Regions from separate parts of the Mus musculus genome. Here region 2 is linked to region 1. Evidence: chromatin contacts called from public HiChIP or PLAC-seq data. All regions are on one chromosome and are shown on one strand. Each heading gives the region's core, a stretch centred on a gene start, on an enhancer-like site or on the middle of the called end of the contact. The rest is flanking DNA. Distances are from core to core; before and after follow the strand shown. Region 1 has its middle 28 kb from the start of Rfx8. Region 2 overlaps Map4k4 (mitogen-activated protein kinase kinase kinase kinase 4).

What was found. HiChIP or PLAC-seq counts read pairs in DNA pulled down with a chosen protein or histone mark.
Region 2: an H3K27ac HiChIP or PLAC-seq map of stem cell-derived neural progenitor cells shows a contact between it and region 1. The contact joins two enhancer-like sites. A contact is called at or near these places in 1 of 15 datasets of contacts at CTCF or cohesin (large pre-B cells), 35 of 484 Hi-C or Micro-C datasets (the AML12 cell line, B cells, CD4 T cells and 28 more), 7 of 115 datasets of contacts at active chromatin or transcription factors (the HPC-7 cell line, acute myeloid leukemia, bone marrow-derived dendritic cells and 4 more) and 3 of 9 other capture datasets (adipose tissue, embryonic stem cells and liver).

What each region holds. Positions count from the first base shown.
Region 1 is chr1:39,745,863-39,752,923 of GRCm38.p6, forward strand. No RefSeq gene overlaps it. Among named protein-coding and RNA genes, the nearest start is that of Rfx8, 28 kb to the left of the region's middle. Within about 2 kb of position 3,994, at least 73 of the 459 cell types and tissues checked have an H3K27ac peak or open chromatin away from gene starts, as enhancers often do. A contact at or near this core is called in neural progenitor cells and stem cell-derived neural progenitor cells, where this site is marked.
Region 2 is chr1:39,978,760-39,985,820 of GRCm38.p6, forward strand. Map4k4 (mitogen-activated protein kinase kinase kinase kinase 4) reads left to right here. Exons shown (of 32, transcript NM_001252200.1): 6 at 1,801-1,891; 7 at 4,380-4,510; 8 at 5,124-5,178; 9 at 6,423-6,501. Among named protein-coding and RNA genes, the nearest start is that of Map4k4, 81 kb to the left of the region's middle. Within about 2 kb of position 3,607, at least 20 of the 459 cell types and tissues checked have an H3K27ac peak or open chromatin away from gene starts, as enhancers often do. A contact at or near this core is called in neural progenitor cells and stem cell-derived neural progenitor cells, where this site is marked.

The DNA.
Region 1 (7,061 bases), core at 2,744-5,243:
ATGTTGCACACATGCATATATGTATATGTATACATACATATATGTGTATATACATGTATGTTGCATATATGTATATATGTATGCATATATGTATGTGTATACATATATATGTGTATATGTTTATGTATATACATATGTGTATATGTGTATATATATGTGTATATGTATATATATATATATATATATATATCTATGTGTGTTTATCACTTGGCATCATGCTAAAATAAGTATATATTTTAAAGTAATTTCTTATAGGGATACAGGCATCTCCTTTATAATATTCTGGAAGTTGAGTAATGGTGAAACAACAAATTTAAATACAAAACCAAAAATCGATTACATGGCAACAACTAGTGTCAAGTTAAGAAAAAAGATGTCTGAGAGAAAAACAGAAGACTGAAAAATTTCCGAGGATGTACATATAGAAAAATGTAAAGAAACGGGAGATGATGAGAGCAGCAGTTGGTTCATTCTGGACCTTCCTGCCAATATAATTGATCTTGAAAAGCTGAAGTCTCTGGAAAAAGAAAGGCTTGGGAAAGTGGGCTAATTTTGTTTAAAAATGCATGAAGCCCTTTGATAATAACGGCCTGTTTGGGGGAGATGCCAGGAATTGAGATTTAGCCACAAGAACAAAGCTTAAGGTCTTATGTCATGAAACAAAGTAAAAATGTTCAAAGGAGAATTCCAGCAACTTCCCAGCTGTTTTCCAGGAGCCCCTTCACAACCACAGGCGGCAGCTGTGGTGACCAAGAGTTATCTGGGTCGCCTCAGCGTGGGATGATAACAAGGGCTCAAAGAAGCCTGAGCTCAGAGCCAAGAAAAACTCGAGTGACAAACACGAACCATAAAAGGAAAGGTTAAGCTAGCGGATAAACGTGTGGGGTGTGAGTTTGTGGTCTTGAAATTCAGAAAGACCAAAGAGGTAAACTCTCTTGTCACTATTGCCTTTGCATTTTCTAAGAGCCACTGGAAAATTCTAGAGGCTTCTCAAACAACAGGTGTTCAGATGCAGCTTCCAGCCTGAAATCCTGCTGATTCCAGTTTCATTCACCATGATGTCAGGGCAGAAAAGCTGGAGTTAGCCTGGACATCGGTCCTGCTTTGTTTCCTGTGTTTTAGACAAACAACAGACATGGCGTTTCTCTTCCAGGCTTTCTCCACTTCTGGTGAATGCCATTTGGTCCTTTGACTATGATACTTTCCCTCCCTCCCTCCCTCCCTCCCTCCCTCCCTCCCTCCCTCCCTCCCTCCCTCTCTTCCCCCTCCCTCTCTCCCTGCCCCCCTCCCTCCCTCCCTCCCTCCCTCCCTTTCTCCCTCCCTCCCTCCCTCCCTGTCTTCTCCTTGTCTTTGTCCCTCCCTCCCTTCCTCCCTTAAAAAAAAAAAAGATGTTATTTGATTTTTAATTGTCTGTGCGTGTAAGTGCAGTTTCCCTCGTAAATCAGCAGCAGATTGCTGGAGCTGACGTCACAGGTGGCTGGGGACCACCCAACATGGATGCTGGTATCACACATAGACCCTCTGTGAGAGCAACACAGCAGCCTCGCCAAACCCTCTCATCTTCCGTCTAAAAACAAAAACAAACACACTTTTATTTTATTACATTTTTCTTCATTTAGTGTGCATGTGTGTGCTCCCGCAGGCACAGCCAACCGCACACCTGAAGGTCACAGTGCAACTTGAGGGAGTTGGTTCTCTTCCACCATGTAGGTCCTGAGGATCAAACTCAGTTCATGAGGCTTGGCCCCAACAACTCTCACAGAATGAACCATTTCTCTGACTCCGACCATAATTTTCAAAGGAATGTTTTTCTGTGTTTGGGTTTATGATGGCTGCTTGGTATTTATTGATCTGGGTAAACTCTTTAAAAAAAATTTTTTTTTTTTACTTTTATTTGATTGGTTGGTTGGTTTTTGAGACAAGGTTTCTCTGTGTAGTTCAGGCTGTCCTTTCACTCTATTAAACCAGGCTGGCCATGAACTCACAGAGATCCACCTGCCTCTGTCTCTTGAGTGCTGGGATCAAAGGCATGTGCCACCACTGCCCAGCCTTGTTTATTTTATTTTATTTTTTTAATATTTATTTATTTAATGTAAGTACACTGTAGCTGTCTTCAGATACTCCAGAAGAGGGCATCAGATTTCATTACGGATGGTTGTGAGCCACCATGTGGTTGCTGGGATTTGAACTCGGGACCTTTGGAAGAGCAGTCGGCGCTCTTAACCACTGAGCCATCTCACCAGCCCTTGTTTATTTTTAATACAAACATTTTTATTCGATATATTTTGACCATGCTTTCACCTCCCCCAACTCCTCCAGGTTCTCTCTACCTTTCCACTCACCAAACAATGTTCCCTTTTAAAAAGAACACACACAAAAACAATACTAAAACCAGACAAACAAAAGCAAAAACAAAAGAAAACCAAAACAAAAAACAAGAAACACACACACAAAACATCAAAATCAAAAACTAGAATGCTTAAGCAAGAGACCAACAACACAAATGATGCCCAAACAAAGCAATATGAGACGAAAACACCATTGAGTTTGTTTTGCATTGGCCAACTACTCCTGGGTATGGGGTTTACCTGGAATGTGCTTGCTATAGCCCAGTGAAGCTCCATTGTGACAACGTTCACTCTACCAGGGCTATTAATTGTAGATCGCTTCTTGGTTAGGGGTGGGAGCCAGTGTCCTCTTCCCCTCTCAGCGCTGGGACCCTGTTCAGTTAGAACCTCTGCAGAGCCTGCAGTCTCTGTGAGTTTATGTGTACATCCATCCCATTATGTCTGAAGGACAGTTTCCTTGGAGTTATCCATCTCTTCTGGTTCTCACAGTCCTCGCACTTCCTCAGCTGAAGAGATCCCTGAGCCCCGAGGGGAGGGTTTGATGGAGACATTCCATCTAGGACTGTATGTTCCATGTCTCTCAGTCTCTGCACACTGTTGGGTTATGGGTCTATTAATTACCATCCGCTGCAGGAGCTCCTCTGAGGATGGCTGAGCCCTGGGCTCACCGATAATGAATGACCTCCTGTTGCACCTGCTTTCCTGACAGTAACATTGTTGCATTCTTTGTGGCTGAAGAAACACTGTTGCACATAACATCACAACTAGTACTTGTGAGAAAACGCCAAGAAAACCAGACAGGAGTCTTGTCACCTCATTTTCTTCAAAACACGGAATTGTTCCTTGAATGTGTTTCACACCCCTCCCAGGTGTATTGGAGAGAAGTGATCTACTTCAGATTATTTATTACAGCTGGTTAGTGTTATCTCTTTACATCTAAGGGAAAACCTGGTCTTGCCTCGTGCAGTTTGTCCTTGAGAATGGACTGCTTAACCCTCAGAGTATAAGTTGCTTGAATAAAGGTGGCAATTGCATGAGACTTGAGTCTGCCTCATTTTTTGGTCCTGTTCTTTCAGGGCCATGCTGCCAACTAGAGAAGCAAACATAAATGTACCTCTGATCTCCCTTGATATTTATAGCTCTTAATAGCTCTCTTAGGTCAACAAAATGAGATAAAGACCAAGGTTGTTCTTGTCCATTTAGACCCATAAAGAAGGGAGGGGACTGACACTTGGCTGTTTAATGCCAACAGTCTCCATTCATCCATTAGGTGGATGATATCTGCTATTTTGCTTGTGGGAAAGAGGGGAGAGCAGAGCTCACTTCCGGAATCTGGATGTTTACTGCCTCACAGAGGGAGAAAACACTGTCTGGTTAACTCAGCTGGCACCTTCTGCAAAGGTGACACCTTTGCAGAGGGGAGTCAAAACTAACATCTTTCAACTTATTGGGACTCCAAAAGATGGCTTTTGATTTTGTGGCCTTTGTTTCACTGGGAGAGTAAATGGCAGTTGTGAAGGCAAAGGGGAAAGGTTTGGGAGTCCTCCCTTGTGGCGCCTCCTCTGCTTGGCCTACTGAGAGGGAGGCTGTATACAGCTTGGAGCCAGCCTCTGCTGGCTCTCCCTAGAGGGACAGCTGCAGAAAAGCAATCAAAGACTGACAAAGCTGCAATGTCCCCCCTCCCCCAACTGCAGACTGAGAGACACCATTTCCTGTCCATTGTGGCTGGGCCCCGGATGCTGCTTGATTAAACCTTGGGTTTCTGACATGTGCAAGAAGGGAAAGGGTCGTGGAAAACATAAAGGAGCTGGAATGTTCTCTTGCTTAGGGCTACTGATCTTTCCTAAACCAATCCTCTGTGCTTCTCAAATGTTTGCTATATTACAATGCAGGATCTTTCTGTATCATTTTCCCTTAAGTACTGACTGTTATCCCACTTGTAGGAATGGACTGACTGTCAGACAATCAGCTTCAGAGATCAAAGGGATGGTACCAGGCTGCAAAGAATTCATCTCTGAGTTCTAAGCCAGCAGCCCACTGTTGAGCACAGCAGCCCATTGTTGAACACAGAGATTGGGAATTTGTGTTACTGTCTTAGTGGGCATCTGTTTTCATCTATTCCCTGCTGCTATAACAAAATGGTGGAGATGGGCAATTAATACAGAGTAGACATTTGATTGACTTGCAGTTCTAGAGACAGGGAGGTCTAAGAGCATGGACCAGCAGAGGGTCTCTGGAGGGGCACCCTCAGACATAAGTGTCATCATGGGGTATCATATCTACTTCTTAATTCCCTCCAAACTCACCTCAAGTAACAGTAACATGACTTTGGGGTTTAAATTTTCCAATATAGGAACTTTCGTGGGGGACGTTTAAATGATAATAGCAGCCAAGGGAAACATGAAGCTGCCACTGATGGGGCAAGACAATGTGGAGCTGAGACCTTATTTGTTCATCATTGTGCAAGACATATTCCTTAATTACTGATGAGCCACTGGGCACTGTGTGGGACAGTGATAAGACCTGGGTCTTCAGCTCAGTGAGCTGAAAATGGGACCCTGATTTTGGGGGGGGGGGGGCAGGGAGTTATCATCATAAGAACAGTAGAGAAACCGTGTTTGACTTTCAATTTTATTTATTCACTCTTTTTCGGGTTTTTTCTTTTACTCTTTTTCCCCCCAGTTCTGATGCAATGTCCACAAGAGATCCCAGGTACCATATGACAGACAGCCCTACTGGGCTCACCAGGTAAGCACAATGAGGCTTCTCTGGACAGGAACTGATGAAAGCCCACGAGATGCCATGCGGGCCCCCAGCAGGAAGGTTTAGAGAAGGCAGCGTTTTGCTAGGATTAACCTGCTTAGGGCTTAGCCTGATGGCAGCAAATAGACCTCACTGCTTTTCAGCTTTTTCTCCCGAAAGAAAATTTGACATTTTTTTCCTCTTTTCTACTGGGTGCGTGCTCTTTCCTCCCGTGAAGTCAGAATGCCTTTTCTGTCCAGTGCCTAGATTAGACCCAGGAAGAATGAGGGGACACAGAAACCAAAGGGAATGGGGAATTCTGGGGCTGGCTCTCGGAAGACCCCCCCAGATGAAATCTCAGGAGATCTGCATGTGGGCTCCGCCCCTGAACGCCCCGCCCCCCACCTCCTCCATGGAGGATGTGAGGACCCAGGAAGCATCTGCACATTGGCTGCTACTGATTCTGGCAGAAGTCTGGTGTTAAATGAAACTCCCAGGAGAGTCTCGGGATGTCCATGAGGGAATCCGAGAAGAGCGCTGAAGCCCTTTGAGTGCCAGTGTGCCAGCCAGTGGGTTTCAAGAAGGGTGCTGGGGTTCTGTGTCTGAGACCCTCCGGGGGTATGGCCCCACAGGGCGTGCTGCCAAGGTATTCTTATAGTATCATGGAGCCCTGCCTGCCTTTCACCTCATCTCTCCATCCAGTGACAAACGCTAGGAGCCATATAATACATGATATCCCTACCCCAGGCTAGGTACAAAACCAGATATGAGGGGTCCAGCTGCCTTCTGGTAAGACTGACACTAACAGATGTGGAGAGTGTAAAACAACTTGACTATGTTTTTCTTTTCCCTTGTAGATAGGGTCACGTGTCCCAAGGTATCTGTGAACCAGCTATGCAGCTGAGAAAGTCCTCAGACTTCAGATCTTCCTTTCTCTACTCTCCGAATGCTCGGATTAAAGGACTATGCCATCATGGCTGTTTTGCAATGCTGAGGCTCAAACCCAGAGCTTTGTGTGCTCTACCAACTGAGCTAAAGCCTCAACCCCTGTTAACATTTTCCTGACACACCTTGGGTTTTTCATAGTCATGTATTTCCTAAGTCATAGATCTATTGTTTTAAATTTTTATTTTTAAATTATGTGTATATGTGTTGGGAAATATGCACAAATATGCGCGAAGGTGCTCAGAATCTAGAAAAGGATGTAGGATTCCCTGGAGCTGGAGCTACAGTTGTGAGCTCCCCAGTGTGGGTGCTGGGAGTCGAGCTCTGGATCTCTATAAGAGGAGTATGTCTCTCTCTAGCCCTTGTTGTTGTTTTGAGAGTAAATTAATGCTGGGTGTGATGGTGTATGTCTTTAATCCCAGGACATGGGAGGCAGAGGCAAGCAGATCTTTGAGTTCGAGGCTAGCCTGGTCTACAGAGTGAGTTCCAGAACAGACAGAAATACACAAAGAAACCCTGTCTCAAAAAACAAATAAACAAAAAAGAATCAATTAATAAAAGTATTTTTAAAAATCCCAGTGCTAAAAAGTTAATATCAATAGAAAACACATGTGCACAAGTAGTTTGAATGAGAAATGCCTTGAATAGCCTCATGTATTTGTGTGTGTGTGTGCATGTATGTGTGTGTGTGTGCATGTTCATGTGTGTTATTTGTTTTTGTCTTTTGAGAAGACTCTAATGTTACCCTGGTTGGCCTAGAACTCACTATGTAGACCAGGCTGGTAGTGAACTCACTGTAGATCCTCCTGCCTCTGCCTCTGCCTCTGCCTCTGCCTCTGCCTCTGCCTCTGCCTCTGCCTCTGCCTCTGCCTCTGCCTCTGCCTCTGCCTCTGCCTCTGCCTCTGCCTCTGCCTCTGCCTCTGCCTCTGCCTCTGCCTCCCAAGTACTGATATCAAAGGTATGTGACACTGCCTCCAGCAATATTTGAACATTTGGTTCTCAATGAGTCATGCTATTTGGCAAGGT
Region 2 (7,061 bases), core at 2,357-4,856, 230 kb after region 1:
TGAACAGTGAGGGGCACAGGACTCACTGGCAGAGCCGTTCTGGCCGTCTTGCCTATTTCCTCAAACACGTGCTAAGCCAGTTTTCTCCTTGTGATAGAAAGCACTGTTTCGTACTGAAGATGAGAACGTGGGACTTCACATCACCGGGGTTGAGCAGAGTTTGACAGCTCTTTGTCACGTGTAGTCAAGGAAGCTAAGCGTAGAAGACAACTGTTTCCAGTTGATTTAGCACAGGCTGTTTCCTGAGTTGGCGTGGACGCGGGTCTGTACCCAGGAGGGGTAATCATGGCCTTAGTTCAGGGTTGGGTCCCAAAGAACTTGCTGCACATAAGGGAAATGTATTTGTTTTTGCTCTCTTGCCTGGTCTTCAAGGTAGCTGTGTTATGAACTGTTCCCTGAGTAGAAGCAGCAGTCCTTACAGAATATGGACTGAGAAATGGGGAGGACTTCACACACTTACTGCTGGAAGGTGCAGATTGTATTTAAGCCAAAACTGTCTGAGAAGACAGGGCTGCTTGTGTTGTTGGAAGATGCCAGAGGGTAAAGAGGAAGTTCATGCGAGTTAGAAGACAGAAGTGAACTGAAGAGGTAGAAGTAGAGATTCTGTAAGACCAAGCGGCTGCAGTTGGCTCTTTCAGCGTTTGATGCTACGCATGCCGAGGAGAGGCGCTTCCTAGTCTGAGCACCACGGTGCGCCATGTGCATGGGCTCGGCACCCATGATGAAGAATAGATAGGTACCACATAACCTAACTTCTGTTTCACTGGCAGATTCGTAAGTGAATTTAGAACCCACTGTGCTGGAAGAAAAAGTGATCTAGGGCTGTTGCCGTTAATCGTAGATGTTGGGCCTGAGAACATGGGCCTGTGCGCCCGGAGCTCTGGCACCCGAGACAGGAGGCTTTCAAGTTTAAAGCTGGGCTGGGCTACACGGTAAAGACTCTAGCTGCCTCCACCACTGCAGCCCCCAGCCCTTATTTATTTTTAATAGGAAAATCAAACCCCTGACAAGTAACCCACCCTTTCTTTCAGTGCCGAGGGAGGCACTTCAGAATCAATGGCTTGCTATGTCTTAAGAAGCCGCGCTGTGGAGTGCAGCGTCTCGTGAATGAGTTGTGTGGCTGCTGCCTCGCTGCGTTTACATCACAGGTGGATGCGTGTGTTTTCCTACAACCTCCTTCCTGAGAGATGCGACTGGACTCATTCTGGATACAGGGCTTCCAAAGTGTGTGTGCCAAGAGTGCTTGTTTGCCTAGGGAAGAAAGACTTTATTCCTACATGAGGCTGTTCTGGTGACAGAATTATTTTACACTTGAACAGGAGTGAGATATATCAGCACGTGACAGTTTGTTCCTCTGTAGTGGGAAGACAAGCCTGCATTTTAAGAGCTGGATTTTAAGGCCCCCTCTAATTCTTTGCTGTTCCCCTGGGACGAGTCTAGCTCAAATAAATTCAGTCACCCACTGTAAGATAGACTTTTGGTGTGGGAAAGGAGCCGTCCTGAACACAAATAGCACAAATTATAGCAGAAAAACCTCAGATGGCAATCTAAAGCTGTGTCATAGGCACAGCTTAAAGTGGTTGTGATCATCCCAGAGGGAAAGAAAGTCCAGCTCACTGCTCTCTGTATGTGTGGCAAGGCTGGCGGTGTCTTCTGGGAATGTGCCAAGGGTAAATTTTATGTTCTAAATGCGGATTTACAAAAACTTGGCCCACGTGTGCACCTTATTATAAAAGGGTGCTCCTGGCTGTCTATTTACAGGGACAGAGAACTGAGACTCAAATCTGCTTTTCTTTTCAGGGATTGGCACATCTCCATATTCACCACGTTATTCACCGAGATATCAAGGGCCAAAATGTGCTGCTGACCGAGAATGCTGAGGTGAAACTTGGTAGGTGGCCGGCCGGTGTGTGCCTGATGCACCGTCCTGGTGCCAGCGGGTGGCTTGCTGTGCCCCTTTGGTAACTTTGCTGTTTCTTCTCCCCTGAAGGATGAGAGGACTGGCTTACTGTTTAGCCAGCCCCAGCCTCCGCTTCATGCTTCGGTAGTCTACTCTGCCTAGATATAGCAGCCAAACAGAGTTTGAAAAGTTTTTGTTTGAACTTGGGGTGGGAGGGTGGGGTGTGGTTGATGAGGCCCAAACTCAGGAACTCATGACTGAGGTGCCTTTTCTGCCCTACACTAAGTTAAAAGTCAGACTTCGTTATGTAAGCACAGTGGTGCCTGGCATAGTGCAGTACAGGATGGAAGGATGAAGGAAAAACATTGTGAGTTTGAAGCCAGCCTGGGGTATGACGTTAGAAGGGGGATGAGTGAGAGAGGGGAGAACAAGAGAGATAGGGAGGAGTGTGTAGGGGGGTGCAGAGAGATGGGTACACAGAGAGACAGATAGAAAGATAGAGAGACAGGCACACAGACACAGAGACAAGTACACAGAAAGAGACAGGCACCCTCAGTGACTTACTGTTCTATTTCAAGAAGGTTCAGACTTCCTGCCTTGCCTTATAAGAAGTGTGGGGTCTGACCGCTACTACTTTCCTGCCCCATCATCTCAGCTCTTCACTTCTACCCTATGCCCCATGTTACAATATGGAAATTATATGGTTATTTTTAGTAATAGAATAAAGAATAAAGTCATAAAAAGTTAGCAGAGCTGCTTTCATGTGCACTCACTGCTGGCACAACGTTGTTTTTCATTACTTCTCGGACCTTGCCCCAGGACCTTTGCATATCCTGTTCTCAATTGGGAATCGATGTCCTCATTGTCACTGGTACAGTTTTTCCTATCTTTAGGGGTCTCTCTGGCCTTCTGATCTGCCTTGGACCTGTGCTTTCCTCCTATAGTGCTGTTGATAATTATAAAAATTATAATTCTATTGATATCATATGGCACTTTTCAAATAGAAGAAAATAGTCCCCTTTACTAGAATATTCTGGGAGCACAGCAGCCGGGATTGCTTTGGTCCCTGGTGTATTTTCATGTGGTGCCTGGACATTGTCTTCAGTGTTGGTGTGGGTATTCAGCGGGTGCCTCATGGGCGGCATTGCCAGCTTTCTAATGACTCAGACATGTTCTCTGTCTCCCTGAGCTACACCTGAACTTGACCCCATTTTATTTTTATGCTCTTACATTTTAAATACAACCAGCATTAACTTTTTCTGTTAAAGGGTCATGTTGTTTTCCCTTCGGACACCCAGCAGTCTGCTGCTCTTCTTTTCTTCCAAAAGTCTGAGCCATAGAAGGCTGCTCCTTAATGCCCAACTCACTGCACCCTTCTGCAGTGCCTCTGCTGCCTGGTTATCTGCAGTGCTCTGCCCATGTGGAAAGTCTCTTGGGGCTAAGCTGGGACACTCATGTTGTCCTTGCTCTGGTGTTTCCATGCCCTGACCTCATGCCACGAGAATTATACCCTCAGTCTTTCCTGGCCGAGGTGCTGGAAAGCTCAATCAGGCTTTTGGTCCTGGATTTGTCCTCTGTGTGTTGAGGAACAATCAACAAGGAAGCCAACTGTTTCCTGAACTTGTTCTGGACACAGAAGTGGAGTGTGTGACCCCTGCCTATTGTCTAGTGTTTTGTAGACCATTAGTGTGAGCTTCGTGCCCTTCTGCTGGGCTCATGTGGCTTGTGGGCTGTGATGATGGTGGCATGTGCTGATGTTCGTACACCCAGTGTGTGCTTTCTGCTGACCCTGCCTCCCTCCATCCATGGCTTTCTTCTAGCCAACATCATCATTCAATTCATGGAAAGTAGAAGTCACTCTGAAAGGGCAACTCACATCCTGAGGCCATGTGTGTCTGTCTGTCTGTCTGTCTGTCTACACGTACGTGTGTGTGTGTGTGTGTCTGTCTGTCTGTCTGTCTGTCTGTCTGTCTGTCTACACGTGTGTGTGTGTGTGTGTGTGTGTGTGTGTGTGTGTGTGTGTGGCTGCAAGTGCCAGAACACGTAATGTCAGGGAACAACTGTGAAGTCTGATCCATCTTCATGTACGCTCTATGGACTGACCTCACATCCTCAGTTGTACAGTGGGTTCCTCTAAGTCTCTTCATCTACTGAATGGTCTCACTGCCCACTCTGCATTTGTGAGTCTCTTTATTTAGTACAGTGCTGTGTGTTAGCCGCCCAGCCCTGCAGTAATCCCTCTGCCCATCCCTCAGCAGGCCAGGCTGGCCTCCTGGCTCTTCTGGACTGACCCAGGCTCTTGCAATGCAGTTTTAACATTTCTGTTCTGAGAGTGGAGGGGGAAGGGTGCAGTCCTTCCCAGTGCTGCCTCCCAGAATGGCTTGCAGCTGACAGAACCAAGCTGCCTGTGGCGGTTCCTCATAGACTTTCTTCTTCTTTGTTCATTGCGCTTCACTTCTTCTTGCTTTTTGTTCCGTAGTTGATTTTGGTGTAAGCGCTCAGCTGGACAGGACGGTTGGACGGAGAAATACGTTCATAGGCACACCCTACTGGATGGCTCCAGAGGTCATCGCCTGTGATGAGAACCCAGACGCCACTTACGACTACAGAGTAAGAACACCCACCCCCTTGCCGGGCATTTTTGTGTAAACTGTAACTTCTCTTAAACAAATAAATTGAAGTGATTATAGAGTGACCTCTAGGGACTTGAAACCATAGTGCACCTTTTTATCCAGGCATAAAACTCATATTTCATTATCTGATTCAGCTTGACTGTACTACTGTTTTATTTGTCAATAAAAACAAAACTTCTGCTTTAGTGATTGTTGTACCTGTTAGTAGTGTTAAAATTGAGTTCATAGTTTAACTGTTCCTGGTGTATTTCAGTATTTGTTGTCAATATCCATTAGTGAGAATTAATTTAAATCATTGCTACACCAAGATTTTCTTTTAATTTGAATTATTTAAATATGTATTACAGACTCATTTTTCTACTCCTTAATACATACATAAAAATTGAAACACTTTTCACCATTATCAGAATAATATCATGCTTAAGTAAATAAAAGCGATCTAATCCCTAGGGCTGGAGAGATAATAATGTCCTAGCAAGATTTGTTTTGTTTTTGTTTTTGTTTTTTACCTGAAGGATGCTTTTATTCCATTTGTATGACTGTCCAGAAATACAACTAGGCATCTGGAACATTCTCTTTTGTTTTTGCAGAGTGACCTCTGGTCCTGTGGCATCACAGCCATCGAGATGGCTGAAGGGGCCCCCCGTGAGTATCTTCCTTCCTTCTGAGCTCATTTGTTCTGTATAAAGTGATTGCCTGTAAGAACCCAAGGACACTGGGCAGAACCAGGCATGGCTGAGTGATTGGATGAGAAACCCACCATCGGGGCGGCTGCAGGTGCCCAGGGGTCTCTCAGTAACCAGTTTCCCTTTTGGAGTGCCCTGGGTCTGCAGCCTATTCATGTGCAACATCTGAAATTAATAAGAGCTCTTTTTTCTTTGCATTTGAAGAATACTGACTGAAAGGGGTCCCTCATCTTTGAAATTCTATTTATTTTGAGTTTACAAATGGAGATGCTGCCTTTTATTTACGGGGTTTTCTGTGAAGATTTGAGTTTGTTTTTCCTTGGGTTAATTCAGTAGATCGATCAGTCATAAAATTGATCTTTGATTGGAGTTGTGATAGAAGTGTAGAAAAAAATAAGGAAAACACTCTCGGCGTTTCTCCTGGCCTGCTAAGGAAGGTGTGTCCAGACACTGTATGCTGCCTCGTACAGAGTTGTGAAGAAATAGTTGCCGAAAGACTGAAACGGTCCTGACAGTTAAGAATCAGTTACTGTGCAGAAGTGGGTGTCCACCGCGAGTACTGTGTCCCTCGTGTTTCCTTATATGGTATTGAGACAGGGACATAGTGCTGGGTCATTTGTCCTAGTTTCCCTTCACTGGGATAGTGGTGTCAGCTGGTCTGGTCCCCATTCCTAGCTGCCTTACCAGTATACTGTAAGCATGTGCCTCATCTGCTGTGCCAGGCCAGTGTGTACGTCTGCAGACAGACAGTAACTGCACAGGGGTCAGCACCTCCAGTCACAGACAGCAGTGTGTGGGGGCTCCGAATGTGCGCGCTGCGTTTAAGCATTGCTTCCTTTTGAAGCACCGAAGGCCTTTACCAAGCTGTTCTGATCCTTAGACCAACCTTATAAACACGGCCGTTTTCATTATAATTTTAAAGGTGATTTAAACACTTAAATTTTTCTCCTTTTGAATTTGAGTTTATATTTATCTTTGATTTATGAAAACTTTGCAGTGTCAATTTGAAGTTGTGTATTTTTGGTCTGCTTCTATTTTATTGTTTTTTAAATGGTAAAATTCAAGTTATGGCCTAGGGTTTATAACTAGATATCTTAGCTGCTTGGCATATTTGTGGCAATTATTTGTGAATGAAGTTGTTTGTACATGAACCCCAGTGGTCAGGAGAGTAAGCCTTACTGACACCGCCATCTCCTTTCCCAGCTCTCTGTGACATGCATCCAATGAGAGCGCTGTTTCTCATCCCCAGAAACCCTCCTCCCAGGCTGAAGTCAAAAAAATGGTAAGCCCCACCTCCCCCTCCCTTCCCCCACTCTGTCGGTCCCTCTCCCCCTTCCCCCCTTTTCTATGCCTTTCTTTTCTTTTCTCCCTACCTCTCTATAGTTTCATTTTGTTCAGGAATAAAATTCTGGCCACCCTAACTTCGGTACTACAAAGTCAGCAGCCTTCAACAGTCTAAGGCACATGAGTTCTTCCTGTTGTTCTTGATTCATCGGATTTCATTTAGTCGCTAATAGCAAGCAACTCCGAAAGCCCCATAATATGAAGAAAAGGCTATGTTTAACGTTTAAGAGTTAAACATCTTTGAAGTGTAATATGTTGCAGAACATTCTTCTTCTAAAATGGCAAAGATGTGTTAAAGTCCTTTGATAACACATTTTAACATTGATGAAGGGTGTCTGGGGCCATCGGCCATGTTTGCAGGCCCTGACTACAGCAGGAGGACCATTTGAACATAGGAGTTAAAAGCATTCTGGGTAATAGAGCAAGATCCTGTTGGGGGTTAGGGTGGGTTGCAGCTATAGTTGTGATGTTTTATAAAGTGTACCAACCAGTGGCAGG